Linked DNA regions of Anser cygnoides: region 2 is linked to region 1. A link is a contact called in public Hi-C data. All regions are on one chromosome and are shown on one strand. Each heading gives the region's core, a stretch centred on a gene start, on an enhancer-like site or on the middle of the called end of the contact. The rest is flanking DNA. Distances are from core to core; before and after follow the strand shown.

What was found. Hi-C and Micro-C count contacts between places; a contact is called where the count stands out from the background.
Region 2: a contact with region 1 is called in a Hi-C map of fetal liver, with 2.4 times the contacts expected there. The contact joins the promoter of ZSWIM2 here to the promoter of CALCRL in region 1. A contact is called at or near these places in 3 of 7 Hi-C or Micro-C datasets (fetal liver, granulosa cells and liver).

What each region holds. Positions count from the first base shown.
Region 1 is chr6:6,828,507-6,834,483 of Taihu_goose_T2T_genome, reverse strand. It overlaps CALCRL (calcitonin receptor like receptor), which reads right to left and starts at 2,888. Exons shown (of 14, transcript XM_048058322.2): 1 at 2,597-2,888.
Region 2 is chr6:7,036,794-7,042,770 of Taihu_goose_T2T_genome, reverse strand. ZSWIM2 (zinc finger SWIM-type containing 2) reads right to left here and starts at 2,205. Exons shown (of 12, transcript XM_066999337.1): 1 at 2,148-2,205; 2 at 1,624-1,686; 3 at 25-241. The coding sequence starts at 2,205. LOC136791157 (a long non-coding RNA gene) reads left to right here and starts at 4,479. Exons shown (of 3, transcript XR_010832572.1): 1 at 4,479-4,672.

The sequences.
Region 1 (5,977 bases), core at 1,639-4,138:
GGACCTCTCACTGGAGAAATTCCACCAGTTTCCTTCATAATAGCTAATGCTATGACCAGTAATGACCAAAGGAGTGATTAGATATATACTTCTCAAGTATCACTGTGTACATTTTGTTATTAAAAACATATTGATAACAATAGTTCCTTCCAAATGACTGAACTGGTTTGAATCCTTTATCTGTGTGATTTCATAGACTCTTGATGGCCCAGTCCTACCCAGCTCTTGCACATGCTAGAAGTGCTGTTGGAAGAAGCCGATTTACTGGAATGCACAGAACATAGAACTAAGTAATTATATTAGCGGCAAAAGAAATATATCAGTGCTTTTCTTCCCTTGGTTTTGTTCTTACCTGTATCCTTGTCTAAAGGTGGATCACAGTACTCAGATAGCCCACAGAACGATACTGCTCTCCTCGAGTAGACCCTGTTATTTAGCCAGGTAAGTCACTAGTCACCAAGAACAAGACGTGAAGATTTGTGTTTTACAGATTGAGCATTCAAAAATGATGGAAGTTATCAAAAGCACAGCTGCCAATAGATCACAGTACGTCAGTTACTGGATGGATAATGTCTGTAACCACATGAAATAATCCCTTCAATAAAAATACCCACATTGAGGAATATCCTGCCCTTTGACAGTCAGAGGAAAAATTCCCACTGGCTCTTAGCGGGTCAGGATTTCAACAATTGTGCCTGTATCAGGAAAAGTCTATTCGAAGGGACAAACATTACATTTCTTAATGAAGAGCAAGATTCCAGCTGATCAGGAATTCAGAGTACAGCAACATTTGAACAGGACAGACATAATGCAACTCGTGAACTTGCAAACCAAGCTATATATTCAGGTACTCAGTTTTGCACGCTAAAACACGCAGTCAAACTGTTCAACATCATCACCCTGTCATTGTCTTTGCTTTGTCTGCAAATACTTGGATTCTGGCATCAGAATACATACATGTCTAACACTTCACATGTAGGCAGTGCCACCAAAACCTAAACCAGTTACCTGAGAAGAGCATAAGACAAGAACTTTAATCATCTAGCTGAAATACTTCTGAAGACCATAGTTCCTACTGCACCAATCATTAAAACGAGATGAACATTTTCTTCTTCGAGTGCCATCTTGTTTGATTTAGTATCACCAAGTGCCTTTGGTGCTGAAGATTTTTGAAGCTAGGTAAAGATTTTGAGATTTGATGCAGCAAAGCTATTGACAGTATACGTAGATTGCAGAAATAAATACCATGGAAATACCAATCATTACTTTTAGATGAGCATTTCAGACAGTGTAGCAGCACAGGTATTTTGAAAGGAAACACACAGATTCAAATCTGGTCTCATTCACATTTATCCAGAACTAGCGTGTCTTCTTTCAACCCACTGAAAGGACCTCAGAGCACAACAATCAGGCTTTTAGCACATTACCAGTCTGAACAGCTTTAAATTGTTGTACACATTATTACGGTAAATGAATGACAAGATCCCCAGGATGCACAATATGACTGGAAAGACTTGTCATTTGCACAACTGTAGGAGCAAAATCTGGCCCCAACACATTTGGCATGACTCTTTAAGGTAGAGAGCAACAAAAAATCAGCTATTTTTATTTCAATCTCAGCCCCTATAGAAATATACGGATGACTAAATGAATCACTGCAGATCAAATCCAAGTGTGATTTAAAACTTACATTGTTTCTTAACTATCTTTCAGAAATAAGATTCCCTGATTCCGCAGATCCATTGCTTACACAGACAGGCAAATGACTACATGTAGCAAAAGGGATCGTCACAATAACAAAAGCGGACTTGTAAAAAATGACGGTACTGCATCAGCTTTGGAAAGATGAAGAAGTGGCATGACCCTCTTAACTCTGTACTGGAAAGCACAGAACCACACTCTTCCCCCCGGCCAATAGTTTCTCAAGGCAATGATATAGTAGACAGCCACCCCTCAATAAATCAGTTTGGTACGTGTGGGAAAAATCTCAGCAGTAAGACCCCAGCACACGCACAAGCACTAAAGTCAAGCTAACTTTTTCTCAAGCAAATAGGAAGCCCAGACAAAACAGGAGCTTCATCTTTTCAGTCATGTAATTACAACGCAAAACCTAATTATGAAATAACTCAAATATGATCTCTTTCCGGTATAATAACGTCAATAAGATTAAAGGAATGTTCAGTAAGAAAATTTAAACAAGTTTATCACCTAATTCGTCCTCTCTTGAAAGAGCTCCAGTTGTATTGAATTAGTCTCATGGACCCTTTTCAAACCCATATGTCTCTAATTCTCTCCAGATGCAACGACAGAAATTTGGTTAGCTAATATTATGGTTTTAGGCAGAATCCTTTAAGTGCTGATTAGGGTATTTTTCTCTCTCTTTCCCCCTCTTTACCATTGATCACTTCCTCCAGGATCTATAAAGCACCACTACTTCCAAAACCAGCGCAGCGCTTACAAATGAAGGTGGCTTTTCCTCCTACCCCTTTCTCCCCGCAGACCCCAGGGAAAAGCACGCAACAGAGCTAAACCCGGATCCCTTGGGTCGGCACAGAAAAGGGAAAAAAAAAAAAAAAACCACGTACTGCGTACTCACCAGGCTCAGCTCCGGTGGGCTCTGGCTGGCTTTGCCTCGGCTCGCCGCCTCTCCCCGCGGCTGGCAGCCCGCTGGTGCCGCTGGCTGCGGGGCAGTGGCGCTCAGCGGAGCGCGGCGCTGCTCGGGCAGCGGCAGGAGCGGCTCAGCTGGGGACGGGGAGCGGGGAGCGGCGGCAGGCAGCCAGCGGGGCTTCCTGTTACATCAGCCAGACCCCGCCCGCAGCCCGCCTCGCCTCGGCTTCTCCGGCTCCGACGGCACGGCCCCGGCAAGGCGAGGAGCTCCGGGGGGGATGCAGAAGCCGCGGGAAGGGTGGCAGAATCGGGAGGTGGGATTCAGCCCCTCCGGGGCAGTGCGCAGGGTAAGAGCTAAGCCCCTCTCCGCCACAAGGAGAGGGGCTGCTCCTGCCCAGCTGGCAGGGCTGAGAAGCCGCACGGAGGCACGCTTCCACAGCCAAAGCTGTGCTGCGGCTCAGAATCGAGCTGAACTTAGGCACTTGCTTAAATTTGGAAGTACCGCTTCGTTTTATACCCAGGGGAAATGTTATGCTTAGGTAAATAAACCCTTGAAGTATCGGGGGTGGAGAAAAGGCAGCAGGAAGGGGAATGCTGCACAGAAGTCCCAACTGCGTTTTGAAATGCCCCTGATCTCAGGGCATCAGGTACCAGCTGCCTGCTTTAAAAACTGCCACAACTGAGGACAAAGCAGCATTGGTGACAATCCTTACACTGGCTTCAAGAAGTTCACATCAGGACCTGAAAGTGTTTCCCTGAGGGCACTCATTACCTGCTCTTTGCACAGCTGGTACCTGTGCTACACACAGGTGTGCTTTCCAAATCAATACAGTTGCTGTGCACACATGGCATGCTGTGCTGGACAAATGCAGGTTTATGGAGCAGTAAGCTCAAATACTAACTAGAAACACCTCTAACAGTAGGAATCTGTATGGAACGTGTCCCCGGATGTAATGGTTTTGTAAGTAAGTGTTCATCAAAATGATAACCGTTTAACTCGCTCACGAAACAAGCTGAAGTATTTCTGCTTGCTTCTCGCTACGTGTTGTCAATCCATTGTCTTACCAGCAGAAACATTCATAGAATGTGAACTGGGTGAGGGAACTTGTCCTGCCATTGAAAATCCTTTCTCCAAAGATAAAAACGGCCAAAAACCCAACCAAAACCCAACCCAAAACAAACCAAAAGGAAAAAAAAAAAAAAAAAAAAGCAGGTCAGGAGTGACTGAAAGAGAGGAAGAGGGGCAGGAGTACTTTAAGTCCATACGACCACCAGACAGTATGAATGGTGAAATCACAATCTAGGATCACTATAAGAGCAGGCACATGACTTTAATACTCATTTGGCACGTGAATGTTGGTGCTTCTAGGACCATACTTCACCGAGAGAATTTTTGAGTTTTATAATCAGTGAAGAACTAAGAACTGGCACTCTAACTCCCTAAGCAATGTAAACAGAAATTAGATGGGGATTAGATCTGATTCTGAACAATGATGAAATTCAGGCAGTGGAATCTCATCAGAAGTGAGCCTGGCTGCAGTATTTTAGACCGATTAGGTCTGGGCAAGAGATTGCAATATAGTACACTATACACTATAGCCTAGAAAATGATCCATATATGCCAGCTAAGCACACATGTTCAAGACAGGCTCAACATCTGAATTAACTAGAGAGATTTATTACATAGGCCATGTTTGATTTGGCATGTCAAGTTCAGTAGAGTTGTGTGGGCTTTTGTTGTTGTTTTTTTTTAACTTCAAAATTCTTATATTCTGCTTATTTAGCTATCACTGGAACTTTCTTACTCCTACTCAACAGGTATTTGAGACATCTCAGCTGGTGCAATTTGCACTTCAAAGACGCGGGAGGCCCCCACACTGCCTCAGCTCCCCCTTTTTCTGGCTGAAAGGCATGTAAATGACACCCGTACCAGCTCCCCTGCTTATCAACAGCGTGGGCGAGAGCCGTTCAAAAGGGATCTAAATGAACACGACAGACTGTGCTTTAACCAAAGCTTAAAACCTTGCGAAGAAAAAAGATAAAATACTAATTCCACCTCTTACCACGAGTTTTGATCTGATCTCAGAAGCTGAGGGATAAATATAGTTTTGCTTATAATGGGACAACTCCTGATGAGCTGAGAACCCCTCTCTGCAGCGCTGCGCTAGTGAGGGAGGTCTCTCTGTGGCTGACGGAGGGGCTGCAAGGCCAGGCGGTGTTTTTCCCCCTTTTTCCTCCCGGCCGGGCCCCTCTGTGCCCGGGGGGCTCCGGGCCGTGCAGCCCCGCACCTGCCCGAGGACTCGGGAGCGGCGCCCCCTGGCGGCGCGGTGCTGCCACCTGGAGCGCAGCGGCCGGGCTGCTCCTGCCAGGCCCTGCCGCCCGCATCGCCTCGCCTCTCCTTTCCTCTTCCCTGCCCTGGACCCGCATCTAAACGCATCCTCCGAGCATCTCCTCCAGACGCGAGGCTGCCCCGGGACAGGCCGCCTTGCCCACCTCTCGCACAGGCGGTGGATGATGAGCGTCCCGTGAAAAAAACCTTGGTGAGCAAATTCCGACGTGTCGGTGCCATGGGTTCAAGGGGACCATGGGATAAACAAAACTGAAGAAACTTCTGACGCTTGGTCATATATTGCCCATGAATAAAATACTAGAGTTCATATTTAAACACTTAATACCCATATTATATATCCAAACAGGATTCTTTCTCAGCAGATACTACTAAAAGAGAGCGGTGATGAAACATCACCCGTATATCCACATGAAAATGTTCCAAAGGTAGATTCTAGAAGGACAAAGACTCCCAAACTCTAAATAAATGTTAACAGTTTTGAAAAAGGAGTTGGACTGGAGATATGAGGAGAAATTCTGGTTTCAATGGAAATGGAAAGAAAAGAAAAGGAAGGGATAGGACTTAGGTAACAAAGGTTAAAAGAAAAAAAAAGGCATGCCCATAAAAAATGGGAGGAAAAAAGGATGAGTCAAAAGACTTTAGATTATTTCTCAAAGACATATTGTTTCATCACCAGAATGGACCCAGGGCACACACCAGGTTATACATGGAAATTCATCAAATCTCTGTAACTTCATTGACTTGTTGGCTCCCATCATACAATGTGGGAGAAATTTCACGGCAATGTGCGTATTTCCTCCAAAGCAACGAGGGCAGAATCTGGAATGAAATGACTGGGTGAAGGGTCTCTAGTTGACTGGAAATGCACATAGTCACTGGTAACTTGTTAGCATAGCTTTATGTTCTAACGTCTTCACCATTCTGACATCTAATTCCCTATCTTTTCCTTGTGCCCAACTGTTCCCCTACTCCATTCATCCTTGACCTGTCTTTGAGAAATGCACAGATCTTTTTCATATT
Region 2 (5,977 bases), core at 956-3,455, 210 kb before region 1:
CAAAGAACAAATTGTGTACTTAACCTGCAGTAAGTGATGGGAAGCATTTTCTTTAGTAACTCCTCCTGACAAATGGGACAAACATCCTTTTCGTCAATTTCTTTCTGATGAATGCATCTGTCATTCTCTTCATGTGCTGTTTGTGAGAAGAGAGTTTGTTTTGCATTTTGTGTTGGTTTCTGATGCAATCGCTCAAGTATCTCCTCAATTTCTCTTTCAAGAAGACCCAACTTAGAAGCATCTAGCAAAAGTAAACACAGTTTTAGCTTTTCTGACAGAACTCTCTACTTAGCTCACTTTTAATAGTTTTCCATCTATAAAATGCAGTGAGGACCTTCTCTGTGGGGGCTGAAACATATTGTATATATTACAAAATGATCTAAATTGTTTTTTTTACAGCTTCTACAGAAAATGTTTACAATATTGTCTATGCAATTTTATTCAAGAGGCTTATCTCAACAAAATGCTGACATTTCAGTAAAACACTGAAGGGCTCTCTCCTTGAAGTTTCCTTATTTTTGCGAGGGGGAAGTGATACAAGGTAAGGCATTCCTCTGCAAACAGACAGTTTGGGCAAATTACTCTGTTCTCTGAAACACAGTCTGGATATAGTTCTGATACCACATGCCACTATAATTCCACAGCCAGAAACTAGGTATGAAGTTTTCTGTGAGTTAAGATGAAATCCAACTGTCTACTGAAATTGTTGCCTATACAAAGCCTCAGAGTAAATCTTCTAAAAAATATAGTTCAGATAGAAACATACAAGCCAGTTTCTATGTATGAAATGGTTGATTTCATATGTATATTTTTCTTCCTTTTTTTTTTTTTTGAATGTATCTTTTGTAATAGTGGCCATTCTTTAAGGTTGGTTTGTATTTAGCTGCTTTGTTATGGTTACTACTTGAGAAAAGATATTTCCACCAATTATTTTGTCGGATATTGAAGTTACTGGAGTTTCTCCAGTCCTAGAAAAGGAAGTCTAAGAAAGTACTTGAGAATCTGCTTCTTAACATACAGTTTATACTGTCTGTATTGGAAAGCTTTGTGGTTTGGGTGAAAGTGATAAATATCAAAACGAGTAAAGGATTACAAAATCTTTTTGACGTTTACAGCATGCACGCTGCAAATACTACAGTTTAGATGCTGCAAAAGTAGAAATGGTGTAGTAACCTAGAAAAGTTATTACAGCTATTTTGATATAAAAGATGAGCTGTACTTCTGTAGCTAATTTCAGACTAGGGGAAGCACCAAGTATGTCAGTGGCTGCTCTCTAAGAGTGTCTTGAGAACACTCGGTTTAACTTGGATGAACTTCGGTACAAGGTGTTTTTCTAAATTAATTCCTTCTTTCCCGTCTCTGAAATTGTTGCAACTGATTAGCTATTCTGCGTTTTCATTTTTCCCAAGATTGCGGCTGTAATCAAAGAAGTAATGCAAAGTTTTCTGTATCAGGGGAAAATGGAAACTAATGGGAAAATGTCCAAGAGCGCTAATTTTTTTTTTTTTTTTAAGTGGAGGTGGGAGAGGAGGAAGAACAAGACTGAAACTCTTGAGGACAATGCTTCATCCATTTAAAATTAGTAAACTACCTGCAAGCCATAAAAGTGATGCAAATACTTACATTCATGATCTCTTGGTAATCGGTATTTTTTCAGCAGAATCCTACAATTTATAACCAAAGTATCTGGTACGTAAGAACATTGATATCAAGTTAGTTGTTAGTTCAACTTTAGAATATAATTGGAGCAGCCTTGTAAGAACCTCAGAGCTGCACGGAGCAAGTAGTGTGTGTGATGTGAGACACTGAGTCATCTCGCTGTAGTAAATTCAGCTAAATACATATCAATTGGTGTAAAATCATATTTAAAATACAAGGGTTAGTCCCATTCTGCGTATGTATTCCTATCCCTTCCCTGACTTGCTGCAGTGATGGGGCTGAGCACTGCTTTGCAATTCCTTTCTGGGGGCTGTAAGGTGCTTGGGACCCATCTCTCCTTTCCTGATATCTGTCATCCAGCCTGGTATCTATCAGATGTGACCGTGGCTGTCATTCGACTACTCCAGCTACCAGCTTTATCTTTGTCCTCCCGTCCCCCCCGTCCCCTCCAGCCGCGTTTTGAGTTCCCTCACGCCGCGCCCCCTCACCAGCAGAGGTGCTCGCAGAGGCCGCTCGCGCGGCCTCAGGCGGCGGCTCAGCCGCCATTTCGTGAGGCGACCCCGGGGCCGGCGGGCGGAGTGGTGGCTGCCGCCTTCTGCCCGCAGGTGTCGCGGGGCTGGAGCTGTAAACCGGCAGCCTTTCTTGTAGTATCGGCTGCTATTTGTGCTTTTCGTCAATGGTAGTAGCATCCTCTCAGAAAAAGGGGGGTTGCCGCCTCGTCCTTGGTACTCACTGATTCTTTTTCGACGCGCTTGAAATCCACCTGGTTTATCACGTGCTTTCTGTGAGGAGAACGGCTCTGAAAACATTTGCCACCGAAAGGGGCGGGTTTTTGGGTTGTGTCACGGTCACTAGCAAGAGATGTCACTGTCCCTATAGGCTTTCCAAAAAAAATTTTTTTTCACTCATGTTTTTTCACTTTACTTTAAATATTTGTATCAATTCTTCAAACAGCTGATAGTTACAATTCTTTTGATAATGAAGTAGATTGCATAGTTTTCCCCAGAAAGTAAAACACACAGAGTAATAGGGGTCCAACTCCCTCTCGATGTATGTTAAAGGCATCAGAGGGTCCTTTTATCATGTGGGAGGCTTTGCTGAAGTGCCTTTTTATTTCAGAAGTGACTAAGCCCTGCTGGGAAGCAGCAGGGCCTGCAGAGATCCCAGGAGGGCAGGCAGAGGCAGCGGGGGGCCATGGAGGCGATATGATGTTAGGGGGAGGCTGCGCCACCTCAGAACGAAGCCTTCCCTCACGCCAGGCAGTGGAGGAAAGTGTCTATGAAGAAAAGCTCATCTAGCTGCAGGACCCTGATCCAGATCAGTGCAGACGTGAGAAGCTTAGGAATTTTTTTATTTATTTATTTATTTCTTGAATGCTAGCTTGGAGAAGGAAACATCTAGGGAACCTGGTACAGAAAGAACTGTGGTGAGTGGTGTAAAGGGTACAGGGAAGACTACAGGGTGACTTGGGGTACTGACATGATGCAGCCACTCAGGTGGCTTGGTCAAAAGAGTGATGAGTGAGCTCAAGTGGACAAGTCAAACCAGAAGGGCTGAAGGGGTAAGTAGGAAATGGGGTCTGGAAGTGCATGTGGTCAGAACTCAGAATCAAAGGCTGAGGCCTTGCTTTTAAAAAATAAACAACAAACACAAACACAAAACCACACAATTGAACTAAGTGACGTGTAAAATAATCATCAGACCTTATTCTTTTAACCAATTCACAAGCCCCTATGCCAGCATGTCAAGGCTCAAGGGTAGGGAGCTGGAAGAAGATCAAGTGACAAAGATGGTGTAGTGTTTCTTAGTAAATCCTGAGTGCAGTTTTTGGTCAGATGTCACAGACTTTTTGTGAAATCTTCTGGATCAGCTTGTTCACATCTTTTCTTTATCCTTACCACTGCATCATCTCTCGTGAATGACATTGTAGGAGATTAACAACCAACCAACCAACCAACCTTTTTTTTTTTTTCTTTTCAGTAAACTTAAGATGTCATACCATTAACAGCTATACAGAAATCTTTAATACCTTACCTGTGGAAAGAGGAATTTTAAGAATGGCAAAGCCCAGTGCATTGTCTTGTGGTTTATACAATCTTAAATTGTTGTTGCAGTTAAAGATCCTGCTACGCCCTTTGCCTGTAAGTGATCTACTGGTGTTCTCAGTAACTTTACCCCTATAACTAACTCACATGATAATGTATGCACATATTTTTGTGTGACAAAATATGTGTGACTAAATATTATATATATATAAATACGTGTGACTAAATATTTTGTGTGACTAAATGTGACTAATTTTTTTTTTTGGGGGGGTTGAACTTGTTTAAACAGCAAACTTTAGAAAAGAAACTGTTATAGTAAATATTACAGATCAGTAGACACAATATACATATTTTGGACACAGGTTTCACAAGTCATGGTATAGGGAGTTCTAGCACATGAGGAATATTGTTAAAATTGGTTATTACATATACAATGTGACAGACCCTTTCTATCTGCAGATACAAACTAACCTATGTCACCACACCACATGTGACATTCTGATTTTACAAGGTGTGATTGTCTTCGGAACTATTCCTGTTCTAGAGCCCATCTGATACTGATTCACATTTTGTTCTGTGGAAGTGTTCTCAATCCTTCTCCTCTTGAAGTGTTACAAAAGGCAAAATGACACCATTTTCTTCATCTTCAAAGCAGATCGGCTTGTACAGATCTTGGCCAGCATGCCTAGCATCTTGAATAGCATATTCATAGTGTGACAGTCTTCACGCTATGTGGCAGGATCCAACTGTATGAATAGTCTTTAGAAATAACTGTTGTGTAATAGGGATTTTTTTCTAATGTTCTTAGAGACAGTGGGTGCCTCTTATTTTGTTTTATTGTATTTTAAGGCAACAAGAGCTTCATCTCCCACATCATTACATAAAAGTTTCTTGAGAGTTTTGTTGACTTTATAAGAGGTACAGATGCATGGCATCATCCATCTTCATCTCTCTGAACTGTTACCAAGGTATGTCCAAACAATAGAGAATTATTTCCCCCTTAATGTGATGCAGTTTTGAATACTGCTAGAGGCCAGTTCTGAATTGAACTCCAAGTTGAGGAAAAGTTAAAGACAATTTCAATTCTCACCTCTTTAGAAGGTCAAATCTGTGTTTTCCTACACACATAGCAAGTGTCTGATATCCAGAACTGAAGCTACATGAAATCAAAAAGGAAAGGGTACTATGTTCTCTGTTGTTGAAATTGTGATGTTTTAAGTCAAGATTTTAGTGGGCCAGAGAGCAAGAGGGTATCTTTTTATCTTGCTTGTTGGCATACTGATCCATGCAACTTACAGTTCATGATTTTTTAGATAATCTTTTTATTAAATACTCATTAACCAAACAACAAATAAGTGGAAGACAGATATGTGATCTTACGCATTTCTTATTTAAGGTAAGCATCCTAACTGCAAATTAAATGGTTTATTCTTTTTCTTCTCCAAGGAGATTTTTGTCATCTTTTCTGTGTACTTGCAGCACTTGGACACAAAGAATGGAGAATGCCTCCACCACTCCCCTTCCATTCCACTGAAACACCCTGTGAAGTACTGACCTAATTTCTGAAGAGAACAATGTTTTTGTATCTGTCTTGGGGTTAGGTATTCATTTTTATATGCCTTGGTTCTGTTCAATAAATACATGCCTACGTTGTGCTTAGACCCATAAAATTCACAAGATAGATATTTCTTTTCCTGCGTGACAGATGATCCCACTCCCTGCCTTGGCTAAGAATGAATCGTATCTATTTCCAAAGCATGTTTTACAATCGCTTTATCCCAGGAACCTCTAAATATGGTGAAGCAAGACAGAAAGAAATTTTATTCAAAAAAAGCTCTTTGCTTAAAAACAACACCAAAAACAAAACAAAACAACAACAGAAAAAAAAAAAAAGACAACTTGATGGAAAAAAGGGATCAAAGATTCTGGGAATCAAGGAATCAAAGAGAGTTATTAGATCTGTGAACTGTCCTGCAAATCCTGAAACCAGAAGATGTTTCCTGTCAGAGTTATTAAATTAGTGGTAAAAAAAAAAAAAAAAAAAAAAAAAAAACAACTATTTTAGGACTCAAGAAGTAGGGTGACCTTGTGGCTTAATGGTAGACCACGACTGAAGAGAATCTAACAATCCTGGCTCCTTTGAAGATTTCCTACGATTTCCTACGTGACATTGAGCAAAATCTCCTTGTGCCTCAGTTCTCCATTAACATTTCCTTTCTTCTCCTCCATCCCTTGTCTATTTAGAATGACTCTCCCTCATAGGGAGGGGGAGT